Linked DNA regions of Mus musculus: regions 1, 2, 3 and 4 are each linked to region 5. Evidence: chromatin contacts called from public Hi-C, HiChIP or PLAC-seq and capture Hi-C data. All regions are on one chromosome and are shown on one strand. The core of a region is the stretch at or near the end of the contact, and the rest is flanking DNA. Distances in the headings are between cores, read along the strand shown. Region 1 holds the start of Csnk1g2 (casein kinase 1, gamma 2). Region 2 holds the start of Atp8b3 (ATPase, class I, type 8B, member 3). Region 3 holds the start of Adat3 (adenosine deaminase, tRNA-specific 3). Region 4 overlaps Arid3a (AT rich interactive domain 3A (BRIGHT-like)). Region 5 holds the start of Dazap1 (DAZ associated protein 1).

The links. A called contact is a pair of places that touch in the nucleus more often than the background predicts. HiChIP or PLAC-seq counts read pairs in DNA pulled down with a chosen protein or histone mark. Capture Hi-C pulls out chosen DNA fragments and counts their contacts.
Region 1: a Hi-C map of LSK cells shows a contact between it and region 5, with 4 times the contacts expected there. The contact joins the promoter of Csnk1g2 here to the promoter of Dazap1 in region 5. A contact is called at or near these places in 5 of 39 promoter capture datasets (the C10 cell line, cranial neural crest, hippocampal neurons and 1 more), 2 of 484 Hi-C or Micro-C datasets (LSK cells and embryonic stem cells), 2 of 115 datasets of contacts at active chromatin or transcription factors (effector CD8 T cells and fibro-adipogenic progenitors) and 1 of 9 other capture datasets (adipose tissue).
Region 2: a contact with region 5 is called in an H3K27ac HiChIP or PLAC-seq map of large pre-B cells, with 2.5 times the contacts expected there. The contact joins the promoter of Atp8b3 here to the promoter of Dazap1 in region 5. A contact is called at or near these places in 1 of 39 promoter capture datasets (liver) and 2 of 115 datasets of contacts at active chromatin or transcription factors (large pre-B cells and pancreatic cancer cells).
Region 3: a capture Hi-C map of macrophages shows a contact between it and region 5, with 2.8 times the contacts expected there. The contact joins the promoter of Adat3 here to the promoter of Dazap1 in region 5. A contact is called at or near these places in 5 of 39 promoter capture datasets (the C10 cell line, erythroid cells, liver and 1 more), 1 of 484 Hi-C or Micro-C datasets (B cells), 5 of 115 datasets of contacts at active chromatin or transcription factors (double positive thymocytes, effector CD8 T cells, extraembryonic endoderm stem cells and 2 more) and 1 of 9 other capture datasets (macrophages).
Region 4: a contact with region 5 is called in an H3K4me3 HiChIP or PLAC-seq map of pro-B cells, with 2.1 times the contacts expected there. The contact joins the enhancer-like site here to the promoter of Dazap1 in region 5. A contact is called at or near these places in 2 of 39 promoter capture datasets (the C10 cell line and hippocampal neurons), 5 of 115 datasets of contacts at active chromatin or transcription factors (fetal liver, large pre-B cells, microglia and 2 more) and 1 of 9 other capture datasets (liver).

What each region holds. Positions count from the first base shown.
Region 1 is chr10:80,627,915-80,631,843 of GRCm38.p6, forward strand. Csnk1g2 (casein kinase 1, gamma 2) reads left to right here and starts at 1,742. Exons shown (of 12, transcript NM_001159591.1): 1 at 1,742-1,816.
Region 2 is chr10:80,537,550-80,541,667 of GRCm38.p6, forward strand. It overlaps Atp8b3 (ATPase, class I, type 8B, member 3), which reads right to left and starts at 1,575. Exons shown (of 28, transcript NM_026094.3): 1 at 1,467-1,575. Rexo1 (REX1, RNA exonuclease 1) reads right to left here. Exons shown (of 15, transcript NM_025852.3): 15 at 3,377-4,118.
Region 3 is chr10:80,599,835-80,604,157 of GRCm38.p6, forward strand. It overlaps Adat3 (adenosine deaminase, tRNA-specific 3), which reads left to right and starts at 3,046. Exons shown (of 2, transcript NM_001100606.1): 1 at 3,046-3,115. Scamp4 (secretory carrier membrane protein 4) reads left to right here and starts at 3,048. Exons shown (of 7, transcript NM_019575.4): 1 at 3,048-3,115.
Region 4 is chr10:79,939,009-79,942,856 of GRCm38.p6, forward strand. The region is part of intron 3 of Arid3a (AT rich interactive domain 3A (BRIGHT-like)); the gene reads left to right. Among named protein-coding and RNA genes, the nearest start is that of Arid3a, 14 kb to the left of the region's middle. Within about 2 kb of position 1,898, at least 33 of the 459 cell types and tissues checked have an H3K27ac peak or open chromatin away from gene starts, as enhancers often do. A contact at or near this core is called in microglia and pro-B cells, where this site is marked.
Region 5 is chr10:80,262,585-80,266,482 of GRCm38.p6, forward strand. Dazap1 (DAZ associated protein 1) reads left to right here and starts at 2,430. Exons shown (of 12, transcript NM_133188.3): 1 at 2,430-2,594. The coding sequence starts at 2,566.

The DNA of each region.
Region 1 (3,929 bases), core at 492-2,991, 360 kb after region 5:
CCCTGAGAGGAGGCGTGGCTTAGGCAGAGCAGACTCTGCTCCTCTGGGTGGGCAGCTGTGTGCAGTCAGCCTGTGCTTCACTTGGTGCTGGCCTGACCCTACCCAGTGGAGGCCAGGGCTGTGTGCTGGGCCCTCCATATGCTGACTATGGCAGGACTTAGGGGAGGTGCCTCCTGGACAGCTGTCCCCTCAGTTAAGGTTTGTGGTCACCTTCACCTATATAAGAATAGCCAGTTCTGGGCTCCCCTCCTCACCCCTCAGTTTAAAATGTTAAAACTAAGGATGGTGGGTTCAAGGCCAGCTTGGGTATAAGTGTTGGGGGAGGCAGTGGGCAAATGATTGCCTAAGCTCAGGTCTCTAGTGCTCACTTAGATGCCGGCCCGGGCACTCTCACCTCCTGTGGACCCATTTCAAACTGAGCTGGCTGTGGTAGCTAAAGTGAGTTCAGCAGGGAGACACGGCTTCAGTATAAGGTGGAGAGTCCTTGACACCAGCCTCTGGCATATGAGCCCCCCGCCCCATACACACACATACAAATACAAACACAGAAGATATAAATCAGTCTACCCTGACTCATACCTGTAATTCCAGTGCTTAGGAACTGAGGCAGGAGGCAAGTTCAAGGCCAGTCTGGGCTATATACTCTGTTTCAAAAAGAAAATCAACAGTTTTCTGGTGACACTTCCAGAATTCCCAGTGGATAACCCCCCTTGACCCTAGGATCTGTTGCTGGGTAGGGACCTGTGGCTGAGTTATACTTTGTTGTGTGCTATTGATGAGGCTAGCACATTAGGCCATGGTCAGTGGTGGATGGCTGTGCACGTTCTTATGTGTGCTCACTGGCCCCACTGCGTGTCTTTCCACACATCCGTGGTACCAGGCCCCTTGGCCAGCTTTGTACCTGGCTCCCTACTAGGCTTTGCAGTAGATACTGCATGGTTTAGGCTCTGTGGGTGTTGAGCAGCAGCACCCTGGTCCTCTATTCCATGCTGGGCCCCCTCATGTTACCATGTTGAGCCACCCTGTGTCCCCAGACATGGCCCATAGAGGCTTTGGGTCCCACATCACCTATGGCAACCCACATTGGTGCAGAGGGTATGAGGTCTTCAGTCTCCGACCCTGGTGTCTCCGGGGGACGCCATCTGCTCTAGTGTGGGCGTTGTGATTTGATTGGCGAGTAGATGTGCTGAGTGCTCTTGCCTGTCCTCACCTTCTTGTGGTTTATGCTGAGGAAACGTCTGCTCATCAGAGGCGCAGAGAGCAGGGTAGTGGCTCTTTGATGTACAGAGTGCACACTGGCTGTCAGGCACTGGGCTGCAGCACTGTCGGTCCATGTGCTGTCCTGTGTCAATGCTGACCCAAGTTGTGTTAGTGCGTTCCAGGTCTCTCTCTGCCATTGCCATCATCCTTGTGGGATGGCACACATCTCTTGGTCTTCATATCCTGACCTGATGCACAGCTCTGTTGCCCACTGGCCAGGTGGCACCAGCCCCTTTCTGATCGGGCTCCTTTCCTAGCTTGGCTTGATCCCCAGATTTCTCCAGCTGTCTTCCAGGATACTCGGTGCTGGAAGTCCTCGTGTGCTACAGCTGGGCCTGCAGCCCAGAATCCCACCACTGCAGGGCTTTCTCATGGTGGCTTTTGACCCTGCTTGTCCCCTTAGGCGGGTGCCAGGTCTAGCCTGGGAACTGCCAGTGACGTCAGCCAGGGACTGTGACATCACTAAGTGGAGATGCAGAGAAGGGACTTGGGGACCTCTGGCAGAGGAGCAGCCAGGGCCCCAGCAAGATGGGGGACCCCAAAAAGAACAGGGCAGGTGCGTGCTGGGGCCTTGCAAGGAGGGCTGTGTGTCTCTGGTGGGAGTCCAGCCTGCTGTCAGCAGGCTCCCTGAGCAGTGGGCACCATGCAGCTGGCTCTGCGGCCTTGCTTCACTCAGGCCAGCCCAGCATTTCCCCTGAGCCTGGGCTCACTTCTGGAGACAGCCTCACTTGGGGAAAGAATCGGGCTCTGGGCATTGTGGGTCAGGCCAGGGAGGGTTTATTTAGGACAAGGGAGCCCTGCCCTCCTTCCAAAGGCTCTATTTTTAGCTCCAGGGTTCAACTAGGACCAGGGCTAGAGGCTTTTCCTTTTCTCTGGGGTCTCAGGTCACACCACACATGCTCAGGTGTGCCTGAGACAGCACAGCTGCCTGGAACTAGGGTTGCCTGTTTCCTTGGCCCTCCATGTTGGAGTGACAGCCTTCTTGTGTGCTTGCTCACTCTCTTGGGCACTGCTGATGGCTACATAGCCCATGTCAGCCTGGCACCTCCTGTGATCGATAAGGAGTGGTCCATGTGTTGGGTGGTCATGGTGACCTCGGGTCGTGCCCACCGTTCTACACAGTCATGGCCCTGTCTTGTGGCAGTTTTCATGGCCTCCTTGGCTTAGCCACCTCCCCTTGCCCCGTGGGCTGACAATGTCAGTGCCTGTTGTAGTGTCCCCAACTGTATTGTAGGATGCATGGGGACAGTAGATGCACAGGTGACTCTCTGGTGTTCCTTGGCTGCCATGTCCACTCCGGATGTGGGCAGCACTTCCTCTGCCTCTCGTTTGTTGTCGTCCACCAGTGTGGCCCTGCAGGTGCCCCATTTCCATTGTGCACATCCTAGCTGGCCTGAGCCCCTACAACAGATCACGTGCTGCCTGTTGCTGTTGCCTGTGGCGGCACATGTCTGCCACCTGGGTCTTCCCCTCCGCACATCCTAGGTGGGCTACTGGGCCTGTGTGGGCAGCTCTGCATGCCACATAGTTTGCAGCCATCCATCCAGGCTGAGGATGATACAGTGGGCCATCCCTGTCCTCCCCAGAACAAAGGATGATGTCCTCTGCTGCTGGGGACTCTGAGGGGCCAAGCACCATCTGGGTACTTTCTCTCCAAACCTCAGAAGCCCTGCTGCTTCTAGTGACCTAGGGTGCTCAATGCTGGTATGTGATGAGCAGGTGGCTTCGCTTTCCTGGCGCTGACATCTCTCTGCTGGTCCTTGGATCTGACACAACGAGGTGTCCACACTCTAGGGTCTTCTGATGCCACTGCCCCACATACCCCCTTACCCAGTTCATGGTGGCCTCTCTACTTGTAGGTGGTAAAGGGTGCACTTGGGCACAGACTGAGCACTGTGGGATGGGGAGGCACACCCCACTCACCAGGTGATGTCTTGTCTAGAGACTTGAGGTGTGTGCAGTTCTGTAGCAGGACACAAGTGCTGGGAGGGGCTGGCTCCAAACCCTCCAACCCTCTTTAACCCTTCCCTGTGTGTGAGTTGATCCCCCTGACGTGACACTAGCGTCCTGGTCTCTATCCCTGAATGGTGCCTTCAGATGGATGCAGGGATGCTGCAGGCAGGGTGCTAGATCCTGAGAACATCTCTGTGTACCTGTGTGCTTGGAGTTTTTAAAACCTCATTATGTTTATTTAGTGCACATAAGGGTAGTGTGTCTATACTATCCCATGTGTTTGGAGGTCAGAGGATAACTGGGAATCCGTTATCTCCACGGTGTAGATCCTGGGGACAAGGCCCAGGCAGCCTTCCCTGATGAGCCATCGTTTTGTTGACCTTTGATGTTTTTGTGAACATAGTTTCATGTAGCTCAGGCTGGCCTTGAACTCCTGATCCTCCTGCATGTTGGCATGCTGAATGTGCACCTCCATGTTTTGTCTCTGTATTAGAGATGGGACCCAGTGTACTATGCCCTCTTAGTCCTTCCTAATGGAAGAGAAGCCATAGGAGGTTGTCATGTGTCAGGCTCTGAGGGGCTGTTCTGAGTGATACCTGGGTGAGAGTGAAGGGCAGGTGTGTTTCTCTGCTCTGTAACCTTTACCAGGTTCTTCTGGCCTGGGCATAGCCCTGCCAGTCTCCTGCATCTGCACCCACCCAGAAGCCACACAGGTC
Region 2 (4,118 bases), core at 325-2,824, 270 kb after region 5:
TCCATGTTTGCTGACTGACCCCACGGAGCTGAGGGGTTGTATATGTGACAGCTCACGGCTTGCGTATATTATGAGCATGGAGCCATGTTAAGATAGATCTGGTGTGTTGGCACCACACCAGATCCCTTTAATCCCTGCCCTTGGTACACCAAGTCAGTGGGTTGCTGTGAGTTCAAGGACACTCTGCCCTACATAGCAAAAGCCTGTCTCAAAGGAGGAGGAGGAAGAAGAGGAGGAGGAGGAGGAGGAAGAGGAGGAAGAGGAGGAGGAGGAGGAGGAGGAGGAGGAGGAGGAGGAGGAGGAGGAGGGAGACAAAAAGATCTGGCCTTGGGATTGCTAAGTGTAGTGACAGGGTCTCACTCTGCTGCTCTTACACCCATAATTCTGCTCCAGCCTCCTGGAGGAGCTAGGATGACAGACCTGTGCTCTCACTCCTGGCTGGGTCTGGTAACTTAAGACAGCCCTATACCTGGTGACATGGGTCCTCCCTGCTCCCTTCCCGGGGGGCAGATCTTCAACCACCACCTGAGCACTCACCCCATCGGTCCCCCAGTTTACCCATATGCCCCCCACTGTCACCACCCTGCCTGGTGGATTTCTTCCTCACCCTCCAAATTTCACTCTGTACTTCCCAGACCGGCCCGTGGGAATCATGCGCCTCCTGGGGGCTTCCTGAGCAGCTGGGGTGTCCCCCATCTTGCCTCTGGTCACCTCTCTTCTAGAGCTTTCACTGTCTTAATGTCTGCTGAACCCACATTTCCCCCAGGACAAGGAGTCCTGGTGTCTGAGTCATGTGTTTCCCCAGGGCATCTTGGGGCCCCACCTCCTCCTGGCTCAGCACCAGCTCTGGGTATTGGGCTTTTCCCTGATTATCACGTGAGGAAAACTGAGGCTGGAGAGGGTGTGGGAAGGATGTGTGAAGAGATCTTGATTCTAGGGAACACTCTAGTCCAGGGGTTCTTAACCTTCCTAATGCTATGACCCTTTAATAAGTTCCTCATATTGTGGGGACCCCAACGACAAAATTGGTTTTGTTGTTATTCCATGACTAATTTTGCTACTGTCATGAAGCATAATGCAAATATCTGTTTTTTTCAGATCGTCTTAGGTGGCCCCTGTGAAAGGGTCGTTTGACCCTCCCCAGGTTGAGAATTGCTACTGCACTCAGTCTTCCTTTCCAATGTTTTTCAAAGTTTCCAAAATCTTCCTGTTCCAAAGTGTTCCTGCCCACTCACCAGACACCCCATTAGCAGTATTCCCCAGCGGCCATGACGCACAGCCCTAGTGAACTCTAGTGGTCACCAAACTGTCCTGTAGGTAAGCTCCACCTCGGTGTCTGGTTTTATGAACCTCAAGGGGGCACCATCTCCTGTCTCAAGTGCTGGCATCCGGGCCCAAGACCCCTAGAGCACAGAGAGGTCACAGTGGCGCCCAAGGATGCACAACTCGTGAGCATCGGTGCTCACCTGCGAGGGCCGGGCTTGGTGGGGCCTGGCTGCCTAGGGCGGGCCGCCAGCGGCGTCCAGGGCCGCCGATGTTGTGGAGCTGTTAGCCTGGTGCCAACGGGTCTGAAACGGGTGGCGCGGGCTCGTGGGGCGGGGCATTGCGAAGGGGGCGGGGCCTACCAGAGCCTTAAGGCCTGCAGCTTAAGGGCAGGAGAAGGATAGGACCAGGCGACAGGGGCGGGGCCTGGAGAAGGTGGGGCCTAGTTGAATGGCACAGAGGGTAAGGGTAGAGCCTGGAGTTGTGGGCGTGGCTGAGTCTTCGGGGTGTGGTCAGGTCTCGTGGGCGGAGTCGTGTTTTAGGAGCTTGGCAGAGCCAACCTTGTGCTACAAACCAGGCTTATGGGTGGAGCAAGAATTAATTGTACAGCCAGGCGTAGTGGCATACGCCTTTAATCCCAGCACTCGGGAGGCAGAGGCAGGTGGATTTCTGAGTTCGAGGCCAGCCTGGTCTACAAAGTGAGTTCCAGGACAGCCAGGACAGCTATACAGAGAAACCCTGTCTCAAAAAAAAAAAAAAAAAAAGCGGAGACCAGGCTTCCAGGGGAGTCTATTCCTGGTGAGCGTGGTATTACATCTCAAGGATGGGACAATGCTTTGTGGGCGGAGGCATGAGTCAAGGGCCAGGAAGGAAGGAAGGAGGGAGGGGGTTTGGGTAAACTAGAAAGGACAGGAAAGCCTTGGGAAGAGGTCAGGGAGGAAAGGCAGGGGTCTGGCATCTGGAATCTCTGCGGGCAAGGCCAAGATAAGGCCAGCCGTAGAACAGAAAAGGGTCAAGCCAGGCAGTGGTGACACATGCCTTTAATCCCAGTACTTGGGAGGCAGAGACAGAGGCAGGCCTGGTCTACAGAGTGAGTTCCAGAACAGCCAGGGCTACACAGAGAAACTCTGTCTTGAAAAACCAAAAGGAGGAGGAGGAGGAGGAGGAGGAGGAGGAGGAGGAGGAGGAGGAGGAGGAGGAGGAGGAGGAGGAGGAGAAAAGAAGAAAAGGGTCAAGTCATGATCCAGGGAGGGAGGCAGAGACTAGGGCATGGCTGGGGTATCAGGGACAGGCTCAGAAAAGGTGGGTCTGAGCTTCATTCTGCAGGGCAGGAGTTAAGTTCAAACTGGTCTCAAGCTTTATTATGTAGGGGAATGCAGATTAATCCTCCACCCTATATAATGACAGCAGCCTCTCACTGAGCTACATCTCCTGCATTTGGGAAGAGCATCTTCCAAGCACACTAAGCACAGTATACTCCAGCCCAACTAAACATTGCTGAATTGGGGATTAGGAGTGGGAAGGTTGCACACCAGTGAGCACGGTTGAGCCAGGTCTGTATCTGTCATGCCTAAGTGGGAAAGGGAGCCCACAAGGCACTGATGGGCTATGTTGATACCTGTGTACAGTGGATGTATGCCAGGGATGCTGGCCACGGTACACCCTGAAGAGGCTGTAGTCAGCCCTGCCTCTAACCTAGCCCTCAGTGGTTATGTCCACCTCCTGTCTCCCAGTGTATGCTGGCATAAAATGAATGAACTGGTGGCTGGGATAAGGACGGCACTCAGGACCAAGCCTCCACCAGAATAGCAAACTCTGGAAGCTTTGAGTCCCTGGAGCATGTTGAGGAAATAGCTACTCGGTTCACTCAGCTTTCGGTGAGCATCTGATCACATCTTTATGATGGCCTTTTTTGGGGAGATCCCCTACCCTGACTTATAGAGGATGGGGGTAATCACAGTGGAGAGGGCTCCCTCGAGTGCAGGCCTCTGGCTTTCAGGGCAGAGCCAGGGTTAGCTAAGGTCTTTGTTGGCTGCTCTTCTGACACGAACTGGACAGTAGATAGGCAGAGACACACACTAAAGCTCCCAGGACAGACCTGGGCTTTGTGAATACATTAGCACCATTTATTTGTTTTTAAAAACTTGTTTACAGAAGGTAGAAGAGGGGACAAAGTGCTCAAGGAAACCCCTGAGGGTGGAAGCCTAGCTTAGCCAAGGAAGCTCCCTTGGCCCCTGTAGCCCCTGCATGCCCACTATGTAGATAGCCCCTGGAAGCTGCTCTAGCCATTGGCTTGCAGTCCCTCCAAGAAGCTTGAGGGACTAGGTTCCCACAGGACCCTGACCATCAGACCCCGGTTATCCTGCCAGGGTCTAACTCCAGCCAGCCTACTCTGCCCACAGATAACTGCCAAGAGGCAGCCAATCAAGTTGAGGTCACATTGGATGTGAGTACTACAAAACTTGTTTCCTTACATGGGAACAGAGTGGCCTTGATGGCCAGGCCCTGCCTCAGGACACCAGGCGGCAGGGGCTCCCAGTCTCTACCCTGGACCTTGTCTGAGTAACTGAGATCATAACAGGCAAAAAGGAGTAAAGGCATGCCATCAGCCTGCATCAGGGACAACAGCAAGGTACCTTCAGGGGAGGTCTAGCAGGCACAGCCTACCCGGAGCTTGGGGCTGTCTCACAGAGTTCCCACAGCTAGGTGGCATGGGCCCATGGGGTGAGAGTTGCTTTTGGCAAGGGAATCATTTTCATTTTTTCTTGACCCTGGCCACTGGGACAGGGGCCACATGGCGTGTGTCAGGATCCTGTCTGCCCCCAAAGCACCACACACTATGAAATCTAAAGTTC
Region 3 (4,323 bases), core at 1,796-4,295, 340 kb after region 5:
GCTTCATTGCAGGATCAAATGTTTCATATCCCCTGAGAACATCATTTGCTTTTTTATTCACTGGGACTTAAAGAACACTCCTCTAAGGTGGTTGTGGGTTTTTGGGATTTTTTATTTGTTGTTTCCTCTCCTTCCTTCCTTCCTTTCTTTCTTTCTTTCTTTCTTTCTTTCTTTCTTTCTTTCTTTCTTTCTTCCTTCCTTCCTTCCTTCCTTCCTTCCTTCCTTCCTTCCTTTCTTTCTCTCTCTCTCTCTCTCTCTCTCTCTCTCTTTCTCTCTCTCCTTTCCTTTCTTTTCTTTTTCTTTTTCTCTTTTCTTTTCTTCCTTTTTTTTTTTTTTTTTTGAGTCAGGTTTTCTTTCAGAATCCCTAGCTGTCCTGAAACTCCCTGTGAAAACCAGGGTGGAATTGAACTCACAGAGATGTGTCTGCCTCTACCTCCCAAGTGCTGAGATTAGAGGCATTCACTCCCAGTTTACACAAGAGAGGGTTTTTTGTTTGTTTGTTTGTTTTGTTGTTGTTTTGAGACATGGTTTCTTGGTCTAGCCCTGGCTGTCCTGGAACTCACTCTGTAGACTAGACTGGCCTTGAACTCAGAAATCAGCCTGCCTCTGCCTCCCGAGTGCTGGGATTAAAGGCATGTGCCACCATGCCTGGCTCTAAGATAGGTTTTTGGTTTTGTTTTGTTTTTTGTTTTGTTGTTTTGTTTTGTTTTGTTTTGTTTTCAAGACAGGGTTTCTCTGTGTAGTCCTGGCTGTCTTGGAACTCACGCTGTAGACCAGGCTGTCCTCGAACTCAGAAATCTGCCTGCCTCTGCCTCCCGAGTGCTGGGATTAAAGAGGCATGAGGCGTACGCCACCATGCCTGGCCCAAGATAGGTTTTAATTCAAAGAGAAACTGCTGTACAGCTGAGGGGCTGGGGAAGTGGTTCTGAGTGGAGCCTCTGCCTAGACTCTGCCAGTGAGGGGCAGGGGCATTGCTCAATGGTGAGGGCTTGTATAACATCTTTTAAAGATATCTTTTTAAAAAATTTTTATGAGTATTGATATTTTGCCTTCAGGTTTGTCTGTGTAATGGTGCTAGGTCCCCTGGAAGGGCAGTGCAGTTACCTCGCAGGTACAAGCTGACCTGGTGCTGAGAGTTGAAGCCGGGTTCTCTGGAAGAGCAGGCTGTCCTTTTAACCACTGAGCCATCTCTCTAGCTCCCTTGCATAGCATCTCTTAGAAAACTTCTCTGCATATCTATCTGTCTCTGTAACACATGCCAGCCTAGCACCCATCGAGGCCAGGAGAAGTCATTTGGTTCCTTGAAGCTGGAGTTACAGATGGTTGTAAGCCACCATGTGGGTGCAGGGACTCACATCAGGTTCTTCTGGGATAGCAATCAGGGTTCCCCATTGGCAAACTGCCTTTCTAACCCTGGCAGAGCATTTTTAAAAATATTTATATCAGTGCCTTGCCTTTGTGTATGTATGTGCCTTGTGCACACAGAGGTTTTAAAAGGCATCAGACTTCCTGGAATTGCAGTTAGGGATGGCTGTGAGCCACCATGTGGGTGCTAGGATCTGAACCTTCATCCTCTGGAAGATCAGCCAGTGCTCTCAGCCACAGAGCCATCTCTACAGCTCCTGGCCTAGCATTTCTATGGACCTGGGCTTAGTCAAAAAATATTAAAGAAACAACATGGGTTTCCTGGTGGCCCTGTTTTGGTGTGATGACCCAAAACTTGGTTTTCTTCCCAAGACCCTTGGTTCACATGGCTTCCTAGAAGCCAGACACTGTACCTAAGGGTTCTAGCTTCGTTTTTTTGTTTGTTTTTCGAGACAGGGTTTCTCTGTATAGCCCTGGCTGTCCTGGAACTCACTCTATAGACCAGGCTGGCCTCGAACTCAGAAATCTGCCTGCCTCTGCCTTCCAAGTGCTGGGATTAAAGGCGTGGACCACCACCACCCGGCTTGGGTTCTAGCTTTGTAATGCTGGTCATATCCACACTAATCTCCCACTTATCTGTCTTGCAAGCAGCCATACACCAAACTCATGGGACCTACTCTGCTCTGATAAGCTGGTCACAAGGCATTCCTTATTCCAGAAAGATTGTGTTTGGCAGACAGGCCTAGAAGATTGCAAACAGGTTGATCCTGGAGCCAACCCCAGGCTCTCTGGTGCCACTTTCTACCTTCCTGCTGGTCAGGGCTCAGCCAGGCAATCTGCTGTTTATGTCCTAAGCCACAGAGGAAGAAGGACCCTGGGAGAGACTCAGGGACTCTGGCCTGGGAATGACATGTTGGGCAGATAAAGCTACACTGTGAAACTCTTTATCTAAAACAATAATTAACTAAAAGGTATTAATGTTAGGTCATCTCTCCTGCCTCTATTACTTGTTCATTTATTTTCTTCATCTTTTGTTTTTGTTTTTTAAAGACAGGATCTGTCCTGGAACTCCCAGTGATTTGCCTGCCTCTGCCTCCCAAGTGCTGGGGTTAAAGGCCCTCGCCCCAACCATCTTGAACTTTTGTTCTCTTGTATCCACCCCCAGAGTGCAGGCATGACCAGCTTGTGCCATGAGGAATGCTATGTATGGAATCCAGGTTCTCCTGGGTGCTAGGAAAACACTCCATGAACAGCCCCAGCCCCAGACTTATTCAGAAGTTCACATATCTGTTTCACCCATGTACAGATGAGGAGAATGAGGGCCTGAGTGGACCTAAAACTTCAGACTACAGTCACTTTCCAAGCAGTAAAAGTGATTGTTCACCAGCAACATGGGACTTTACAGAAGTATGATGGCAGATGCTCTTTGAGTGACTAATGGCCATAGAGTCTCCTTCTGCCTCAAGTCTTCTCTCTGCTGATGTCTCAAAGTGTCACAAAGGGGCCGAGTTCAGTGCCATCCCAGGATCTCAAACCACAGTATTCTACTCGCTGCAGCACACATAAGAAAACCCCCTAGACTCAGCAAGGCCTTGTGAAGCAGCCACGCGCACGGCCTTAAGGGAAATGTAGTCGCATCGCGCAGGCCCCGCCCATGGAACTACGCTCCCGTGGTGCCCCGCGGTGGCAGGCGTGGCGGCCCGGTTGCTAGGACTTGGATAAGCGTGGCGTTCGCTCGGGTGTCCCTCAGGTGAGCAGCCGCCGTAGGGGTTCGGCTTTCGCCGTTCCGAATCCGCCATGGGGCACCGGAGATGGTGACAAGGCAAGGGCGGTGGACAGGGAAAGAAGGCCTTATCGGGACAGACCGCGTAGCCTGAGAGGGTTGTGCGCGTCCCGGGAGGCGGTGGGAGTACGCGTGCGCGAGTAGTCAACGCTAGTACGCGTGTGCACAGGGCTTTTCGCCCACCGCGCCCTATGCCGTTGGTTTGCGGCGCACGCGTGTACCCTACTTCTGATTCCGGAAACCCTGTGATTTCCAGCTGCTTCCGGTTGTATGTTCCGGGTCATCACAGTCCCCTGCCTCAGGGTTATCTTATCCACCATCCTTACAGCAGGTGTGCAGTTTCCCTTTAAGCTCTTGTACCCTATGGGGTTTCTTGGGGTATCTTGGTGGTACCAGGGATCGAATCCTGGACTTTGGTTATATTAGACTGGCACTGGACTACTGATCCCCTTCCCCTCCCTTCAGAAGTGGATTCCAGGAGCTTTCGCTAATCTTTGTACCCAGCCCTTAAATGGATGATTCCAGGCAGGGACTCTACCCCTGCGCCACACCCCATCCCCTCACAAGGGGCCCTAACCTAAGCTTCAGTCCCTCACTGGTGGACATAGGTAGGCTCAGCACTGCTGAGCTCTACCCCGAGCCCACTTCATTTTTTTTATTTTGGAAGTTTCCTGTACCGCTGAAGCTGGCCCCGAACTCCCATCTAGTGGCTTATTGAGTGACTTGTATTTCAGGCCTGAGCTTCCAGACCTGATCCTTGTAGTCTGTCCAGCCACGGTCCCATTCTTTTGGACCCTATACCCAGGACCCAAGGCCCATTGTTTGCCTGCAGTTGTTGAATGCAGAGGGCGTGTGGTTCCTCAGAGGTGGGAAGTGTCTGCTGGACCGCAGGTCCTTGTCTGTGGTACAAGGAGCCCCTTTCAAACCTGTTCCCATGCTGGTGTACAGTGGGCACCTGTCACCTAAAACAAGGGAATAACAGGCCACAATTGCAATGAACATGAAGGGCCCCTTTGGCCAAGCATTGGCTACCATCCTATAGCTATTAAACTCCTCTCCAGAGGCCCATAAGCCCAGGCTGTCATCTGTCCCCAAGGCATCCATCTTTCTGTGTCCCTTGTTGTCTAGTCTTGAGGGGACAAACAAAGCTGTGTCTTCTGCCCTGGAGACAGTGG
Region 4 (3,848 bases), core at 648-3,147, 320 kb before region 5:
ACACCTACTGTATACTGTAGAGTCACATTCAAGAACCCTGAAGTAAGGTGGCCCATGCCTTTAATCCCAGCACATGGGAGGCAAAAGCAGGTCTTTCTCTTGAGTTTGAGGCCAGCCTGGTCTCCATAGCCAGCTCCTGGACAGTCAGGGCTATGAAGAGAGACCCTGTCTACAAACGCAAGAGACCCCTGCTATAGGAGACCCTGTGGGGTGCACTGGGGCAGGCAGGTGGGGTAAGCCAGTCTGCATCACTGTCTCCATGGGGTGAGGTCCTGTCTGGGGGAGATGGGTGTGTCTTCATGGCTGGCTGGAGGGTACCAGCTCTGTTCCCAGCCATGTCCATCCAGTCTGGGTGCATCTGTGGCTTTGTGTGTAGCAGGAGGAGGGGGCCAATCTAGAGCTGAAGGCTGGGCCCAGGATGTTGCCATATGGGGGCCAAGTTATAGAAGACTGATATTTTCCAGTCACCCAGGGGGCGTATTGGGGGGAGGGGTGTTCCTCACCCGCCATCTTGTCTGCCTATCCACCCATCCCTTCTGTCTCCAAGGCCACGTCCTCCCCAACCTACCGCTCACCCACTTCTTCCTCCCAGCCTCAGTTTCCCCCTCCGTGAAACTGGGCCGCTGTCACTTGGTCAGGATCTTGTTGATGAGTGTTTGTCTGCCTCCATCCCGCTCCATAGCATGTAGGATGGCAGCTGTATTTATCTGGGTTCACCTGCTCTGTTGCTAATGCATGACAGGAACTCCCTGCTGCAGGAGGTGGACATTTGGAGCCACCACATTAGGCTCGATTCCACCTGCCCTTAGCTCACAGTATGGGTACCCTCCAGCTGGACCTCTAGATGAAGGGTGGGACCCCATTTCTGTCTTAGGACACAAGCTTCAGTCTGTCTAGATCCTTTGTTGCAGCTAACGTAAGGGATACCAGACCCCAGGTCATGTCCTGATAATCCAGTGTGACAGCCAGGTTCACACTGGTCAACAGGGAAGTCCCTTCTGGAATTTCAGAGGCTAGACAGGAATACAGCTGGAGAAGCCCATGATGGCAGGATTCTAAGCAGGGGCTCCACTCTGACCACGCCCCCAGCCCCTCATTGGGGGATTCTAGGTAGGGCTCCACCTCAAACCAAGCCCCCAACACACACATGAGCGTAGATGCTATTCTGGACTTTTGGGATCCTTCTGCCTTTACCTCCTCTGTACCTGGGATCAGCAAGTTGCACCACTGAGCTTGGCTTCTGACCCTTGGACCGTCGGCCCACAGTGCCAGGCCCTTCACTGGTCTCTGTGAGGTTCCACGGAGTCTCTGGAGGGCTCCATGGTGGATCTTGCTCAGTCTCCTTTGCTTTTGACATATTGGGCTTCTGTGGGGCTTAGGGAGTCACCTTGGCTTTTCCACGCAAACTTCTTTGCACTTTCTGACAGGTGTCTCTGTCTTAGCCGTTGCCTGTATGTTCATTCCAGGGCTGCCCAACCCTTGTGCCTCAGTTTCCCAGTTGTAAAGCAAGCTTGCACCGAGCAGTTTTGTTCCCCCACCTGGCCATCTCTCTTGGGCTTGACCTTTGCTGGGCACAAGTGTCTTGTCATTCTCCTGGAAGCTATGAGGACAACCTCCTTCCTTCGCAGGAAATGAGACTGAGGTTCCAAGGTGGCTCCTGATCAAACCTCTGACCAAACCTATCATCTACTCAGGAGAAAAAGTTAGGTTGGAGGTCTGCAGTTCCCCTGCAGCCGGGAACCCAGAGGCCAGCTTCTTCAGCAGCCACTCCTGTGGTCCCAAATGGTCATTTCGGAAGGGCTATTAATATCTTCCTCGTGGGTGAGGCAGCCAGCGTGCTGAGGGGAGAGGGGCCAACCTCTGCAGGAGGCAGCTGAACAGACAGATGTTTGACCCAGCCCAGAATCACTTCCCCAATTTCCTAAGCGCCAGAGTTGGCCCCCCCAGTGCCCACAGAGCTGACAGGAAATGAAAGAGCCGGGTGGCCAGCTTGGAGGGGAAGCCCCTAGCCCTCAGGTGCACCCTGAGGCCACCATGTGCCCAGAAGAGCCCAAAGAGAGCCGGGGCAGCACATTCATGATGCCCTTGCTGTATGCAGAGTGCCAGGGATGGCTCTTCTCCCTCACTGAACGTGGTGCTCCATCTCTCCGAGATTAATTTCTGGGAAGAGACCAAATGTCTTGGACCCATTTTAGGTTGCTCCTCAACCCTGACCACGCCCCCAGCCCCTCACTGGGAGATTCCGGGGATGAGGGCTATACCCCTGTTTTACATCCCAGGTCCTGTCTTTTCATTTTGAGAGGGAGTCCCTCCAAGTTACCCAGGGTTGCCTTGAACTTGTGTCCCCCTGCCTTGGTCTTCTGCATAGCTGGGAGAGTTCTTCCCAGCTGCTGGCCTGGTCCTTGTGTCTGGTTGTAGTGTACCTGTGATGTATCATCCGCCTCAAGGGCTCAATAATGTCTGCAACACTCCCTGGATTTCCAAATATGAAAGTAACAACCCCAGACCTGCGCCTTGACACCCCTGTGCCCCGGCCGCTGTGACCCTATGCTGGTGGAGGGAGCACGAGCCGGTGCCCACCCATCCAGTTGCCATCTCTGTGGCCCTGACTCTCCTGGCCTCTTGATGCTGGGATGGAACTCAAATTTGTTTTGAGACAGGGTCTCCCTGTGTAGCCTGGGCTGGGCTGGTCGGGAAGTCATAGCCATCCCCCTGCCTTTCCCTCCCCGAGTGTAGGTTGATAGATGTGCACTGCCACACCCTGGGTTCCCATGGAAAATGATCAGTCAAGTGCCCAGCTGGTCCTTGATGCTCTGTTACTCACAGGTCACCTCTGCCTTAATTTCCCCAAGTGAAGAATGGGTCCAGGTGAATCTCGACCACTTGCCAGAGGCAGGATGAAATGGGCGTGTCTGCCCAGGAGAGTTCAGACTTCCCCCACAGAGCTGAGTCACTTGGTGCCCAAGGCCTCGCTGCAGTGGGAAAAGGGCTTATATGAAGGACCAGGGAGTGCAAAGGCCCTGGGGCCCGGAGCTGTAAAGACACCCAGAAGGCCGGGATGGACAGGCATGGTCTCTTCAGGAGAAGAGACTCCAGTGACGGAGGATAGCAGGACCTGTCTGGCAGGAGAGGGGAGACATCTGGCCCAGTTCTGAAGCTTACAGAGCTCCGAGGCCCTCGTCTCTGGGCAGCCAGGAGAAGGAAGCGTCCTAATGGTATTGGGAGGAGAATCACAGCCATTGTATGTAGGTGTTTTTATAAAGATTGTTGGGGTCATGTCTCAGCCAAAGCCCAAAAGGCACAAAATCGTCAAGATCTTCAAAGAATATGGTGAGGATAAAGGCTCTAGCAGCCCAGAGACAGGTAGAGAATAAGACACTGGAATATTACTAAGCCATGAACAGGATTGATGCTCCAGTACACTCTACAGTGTGGAGGGAGCTGAGGACATGGGGCTCAGGAGAGACCCAGACACAGAAGGCCACACGGTGTGGGAAAAGGCCCCAAACAGCCCAGCACAGAGCTCAGAAGTGGATATAGGAGTGTCAGAGGCTGCAGAAAGGATGGCGTGACTGATTGTGACTGGTTGTGCAGATTGGGTTTCTTGTTGCGTGGTGGAATGTTCTGGAAGTACATAGAGGAATTTGGTTGTAGGTGATCTGAGATTTATATGCATGACTTCAAAAAAAAAAAAAAAAAAGTCTGGGCAATGGTGGTGCACGCCAGTAATTCCAGCACTCGAGAGGCAGAGGCCAGCCTGGGCTATACAGAGAAACCCTGTCTCAAAAACAACAAAAAACAAAAACAGGAAGAAAAGAGTAGTAGTCAGTGCTCTGAACCCCTGAGCT
Region 5 (3,898 bases), core at 1,180-3,679:
GAACTGCTGGAAAAGCAGTGACACTCTTAATCCTTAGAAGATGTTACAGCAATAACTGTTGGTGCCCTCATTTTACAGGTGGGGAAAACTGCTAAAAACAGGAGTGGAGACCAGGGCTCCAATTTAGAACCGCAACAGTTAGCACTTTTGGGAGTTTTGGTTTGTTTTTTTATTTATTTTATTTTTTGGTTTGTCGAGACAGGGTTTCTCTTTATAGCTCTGGCTGTCCTGGAGCTCACTTTGTAGACCAGGCTGGCCTCAAACTCAGAAACCCACCTGCCTCTGCCTCCCGAGTGCTGGGATTAAAGGCCTGCGCCACCACGCCCCGCTGTTTTTTATTTTTTAATGTACTTGGTGTCTCATCCCTGTGCACCACCTGAGGCGCAGTCACTGGCATTGTGATTTCCCACTTGGGTCCTGACAATCAAACTTTGGTCTTCTGGAAGAAACAGGTTCTCATGTAGCCCAAGATAGCTTCAAACTCTCACACAGCTAAGGATGACCTCGAATTCCAGATCCTGCCTCCTCCACCTCTCCAGTGCCAGGATCAACAATGTGTACTGCTATGCCCGGTTTCTGCAGCTCATGAAGGGTCTTGGGCATTGTGCCTGCCAGGAGAGCACTTCCCCCACTGAATTCTAGGTCCACTGCGCCACTCCTCTGAGTGGCCTTCTGATGATCTCATGTGGTCTAATTAAAGCAGAAAATGGGTAGCTTTGTCATCTCAGCACTCCAGAGTCAGCGACAGCAAGATCTCTATGAGTTCCAGGACAATTGGGGCTACATAGGAAGACTCTGTCTCCAAACAAAAGCTTTGGACTGTTTTTTATAATCTGAGCTGTTATACCCAGCACAGAAATGAATTGTTGCTTGTTATACTTTGCTGTTATTATATTATGTTCTACTGACATAGAGACTAGGACCCAGGTCACTCTCAAATTCAAAGTCGTCGTCTTCTTCTTCTTCTTCTTCTTCTTCTTCTTCTTCTTCTTCTTCTTCTTCTTCTTCTTCTTCTTCTTCTTCTCCTCCTCCTTCTTCTCCTCCTCCTTCTCCTCCTCCTTTTCCTCCTCCTCCTTCTCTTCTTTTTCTTCTTCTCCTTCTCCTTCTCCTTTTAGACAGGGTTTCTCTGTGTAGTCCTGGCTGTCCTGGAACTCACTCTGTATATTAGCTGTACTTAATTCACAGAGATCAGCCTGTCTCTGCCTCCCAAGTGCTGGGTTTAAAAGTGTGCACCAATACTGCCCTGCTTCAGGCTTTGTTTGTTTGCTTGTATGTATGTTTTGGTTTTTGTTTGAGAAAGTCTTGTGTACCTCAGCTGGCTTCTAGTTCACTATATAGCTGACCAAGGGAGGCTGACCTTGAATTCCCAGTCTTCCTCTCCAACCTGAGCGCTGGGATGACAGGTTTGCACTGCCATGACTGTTTTAAGTAGTCTGGGGATGGAACCCAGCTCTTTAGCCTAGAAAGATGCTCAACAAACTGAGCCATTACATCGTTTTATTCACTTACTTATTATGTTGTTGTTGTTGTTGTTGTTGTTGTTATTATTATTATTATTATTATTATTATTATTGTTTGTTTTGTTTTCTCGAGACAGGGTTTCTCTGTGTAGCCCTGCCTGTCCTGGGACTCACTCTGTAGACCAGGCTGGCCTTGAACTCAGAAATCCACCTGCCTCTGCCTCCCAAATGCTGGGTTTAAAGGTGTGCGCCACCACTGCCCAGCTTTATATACCTTTTTGAGACAGGGAACTGGTTATGAGAGGAAAGGCAGATTATCCAAGTGAGAAGTCAGCTGCAGACAATAGATAGTAGTAAGAGTGTGGCTGTCCATGTTAGTGGTACTAGGGACAATGTTTTTTTGTTTTTACTTTTTCTTAGTAACTATTGAACTTGGTTAATTTTTACTTTGAACCCAATCGAGCCTTAACTGAATGACCTTGGACAGGTGAGTCAGCCTTTGTGACCCAGTGTATCATCTGCGAAAAAGGAAGAGCGGGAGGTGACACAGTTCAGAGCATGAACGTGCAGCCTGCTTTATGCACCGGCCTCTGAGGGGCATCTTAGACTTTTTCCCCTCGCAAGCCCCCACGCAAGACCAAGATTCGCGAGTGGATAAAGGGGAACCCGCGTCTGCGCCTGCGCGCGCCATGAACGCCCGGCGCCGCATGCACGCGTACGCACGCACGTGGCTGTCTCCCTCCGCGCGCCTTCTGAAGGCCAGATAATGCAGAGGACTGCATTTCCCAGAAGGATTAGATTCGACAGGGCGGAAACGCATGTCTCGGTTGTCCGTGTTGCGCAGGCGCAGAGCTCTGCGTCCCTCTCGCAAGCGGGCACGCACGCGCGGCGCGCCCCTGGCCCCGCCCCCGGAGGCCCCGTGCGGGAGCGCGCCCGGGCGTGCGCAGGGCGGAGGCGCGGAGGCGCGGGGACGCGCAGCGACCGTTGGCGCGGAGGGAGGAGGCTCAGCGCCGCCGCCGTTGCGCAGATCCGGGCCGCGGCTGCGGGGAGGGACGAGCGGTGACCTTCCGGAGGAGCGGGGCGCAGCGGGCCGGGACGGGGCGCCATGAACAGCGCGGGCGCCGACGAAATCGGGTGAGGCTGTGGAGCCGGGCCAGGCCCAGAGCGAGGGAGGCCGGGGTGCCGGACCGGCCGGGCCGGGACTTTAGAGGAGAGCCGGGGTGCTGGGGGGTCGCCCCAAAGGCAGCCCATGGGTAACTGAAGGGACCCAAGGTGATAACTCACGAGCCAGAGAAACCCTAAATGAAGGTTCACGGGTCAGGGGCATCCCATAGGATAACTCACCGGACTGAGAGACCCTGAAATGATAAATCAGGGTGTTGAAGACCCTTAAGTGGATCCTTGAAGTCAGGAAGGTAATGTAGGATAATTAGGGGTGCTGAGAGATCTCTCATAGATTCTAAGTACCAGGGAGATTACAAAAATGGACCAGGGTCCTTGTGAACCCTAAGTATTAGAATGGTGAAACTGAGGGATCTCCAAAGAATAGATTATAGAGCAGAGAGACCCCATAGAGTTGCTCTGGGGAGTTGAATTCTAAAAGCTAGATCACAGGTAATGGAAACCCTGTAAAATAGATTAAGGATGCTGAGACACCCTAAAGAATACATAGGTCAAATAAATTAGGTTATGGGTGCCGAGGAACCCCAAAGTATAGATTACAACTCAGAGAGACCGCATGGGATAACGCGGGGATCTGAGAGGTACCCCGAAAGATTAGGGTGCTGGGGTTATCTAGTAAAAGCGCAGGGATGAGGAGATCACAAAGAACAGATCAGGATGTTGGAGCTTCCTAAGTGGAGTTTGGGGTCAAGGAGTCTTCAAATGATAATTTTGGAGGTTGTGGGATTCTCCAGATTTCAGGAATTAAGGTGACCATCAAATCAGGAGACTGAGGGACACTAAAGGATAGTTCAGATGTTAGAGGGACCCTAAGTAGAGCCTGGGTGTCGGGGAGACGCCCCCCTCTGATAAAATTAAAGGAATTTGGGAACACTGAAAAGTTGGTGTCGGGAGACCCCAAAAGATAACTCAAGGTGCTGAGTCCTTCACAGGAGTTAGAAGAGGACCCCAGAGCTGGGCGGTGATGGCGCACGCCTTTAATCCCAGCACTTGGGAAGCAGAGGCAGGTGGATTTCTGAGTTCGAGGCCAGTCTGGTCTACAAAGTGAGTTCCAGGACAGCCAGGGCTACACAGAGAAACCCTGTCTCGAAAAACAAAAAAAGAAGAAGAAGGAGAAGGAGAAGGAAGAGGACTCCAAAAGAGAGCTGGAGGGTTATGTGGATAAGGTGGTTGGGAAGGCCCTATAGAATAAGGGTTTGAAGGACCCTCCCAAAGGCTATATTAAGGTATAGGGGACCCCTGAGGTTGAGCTGTGA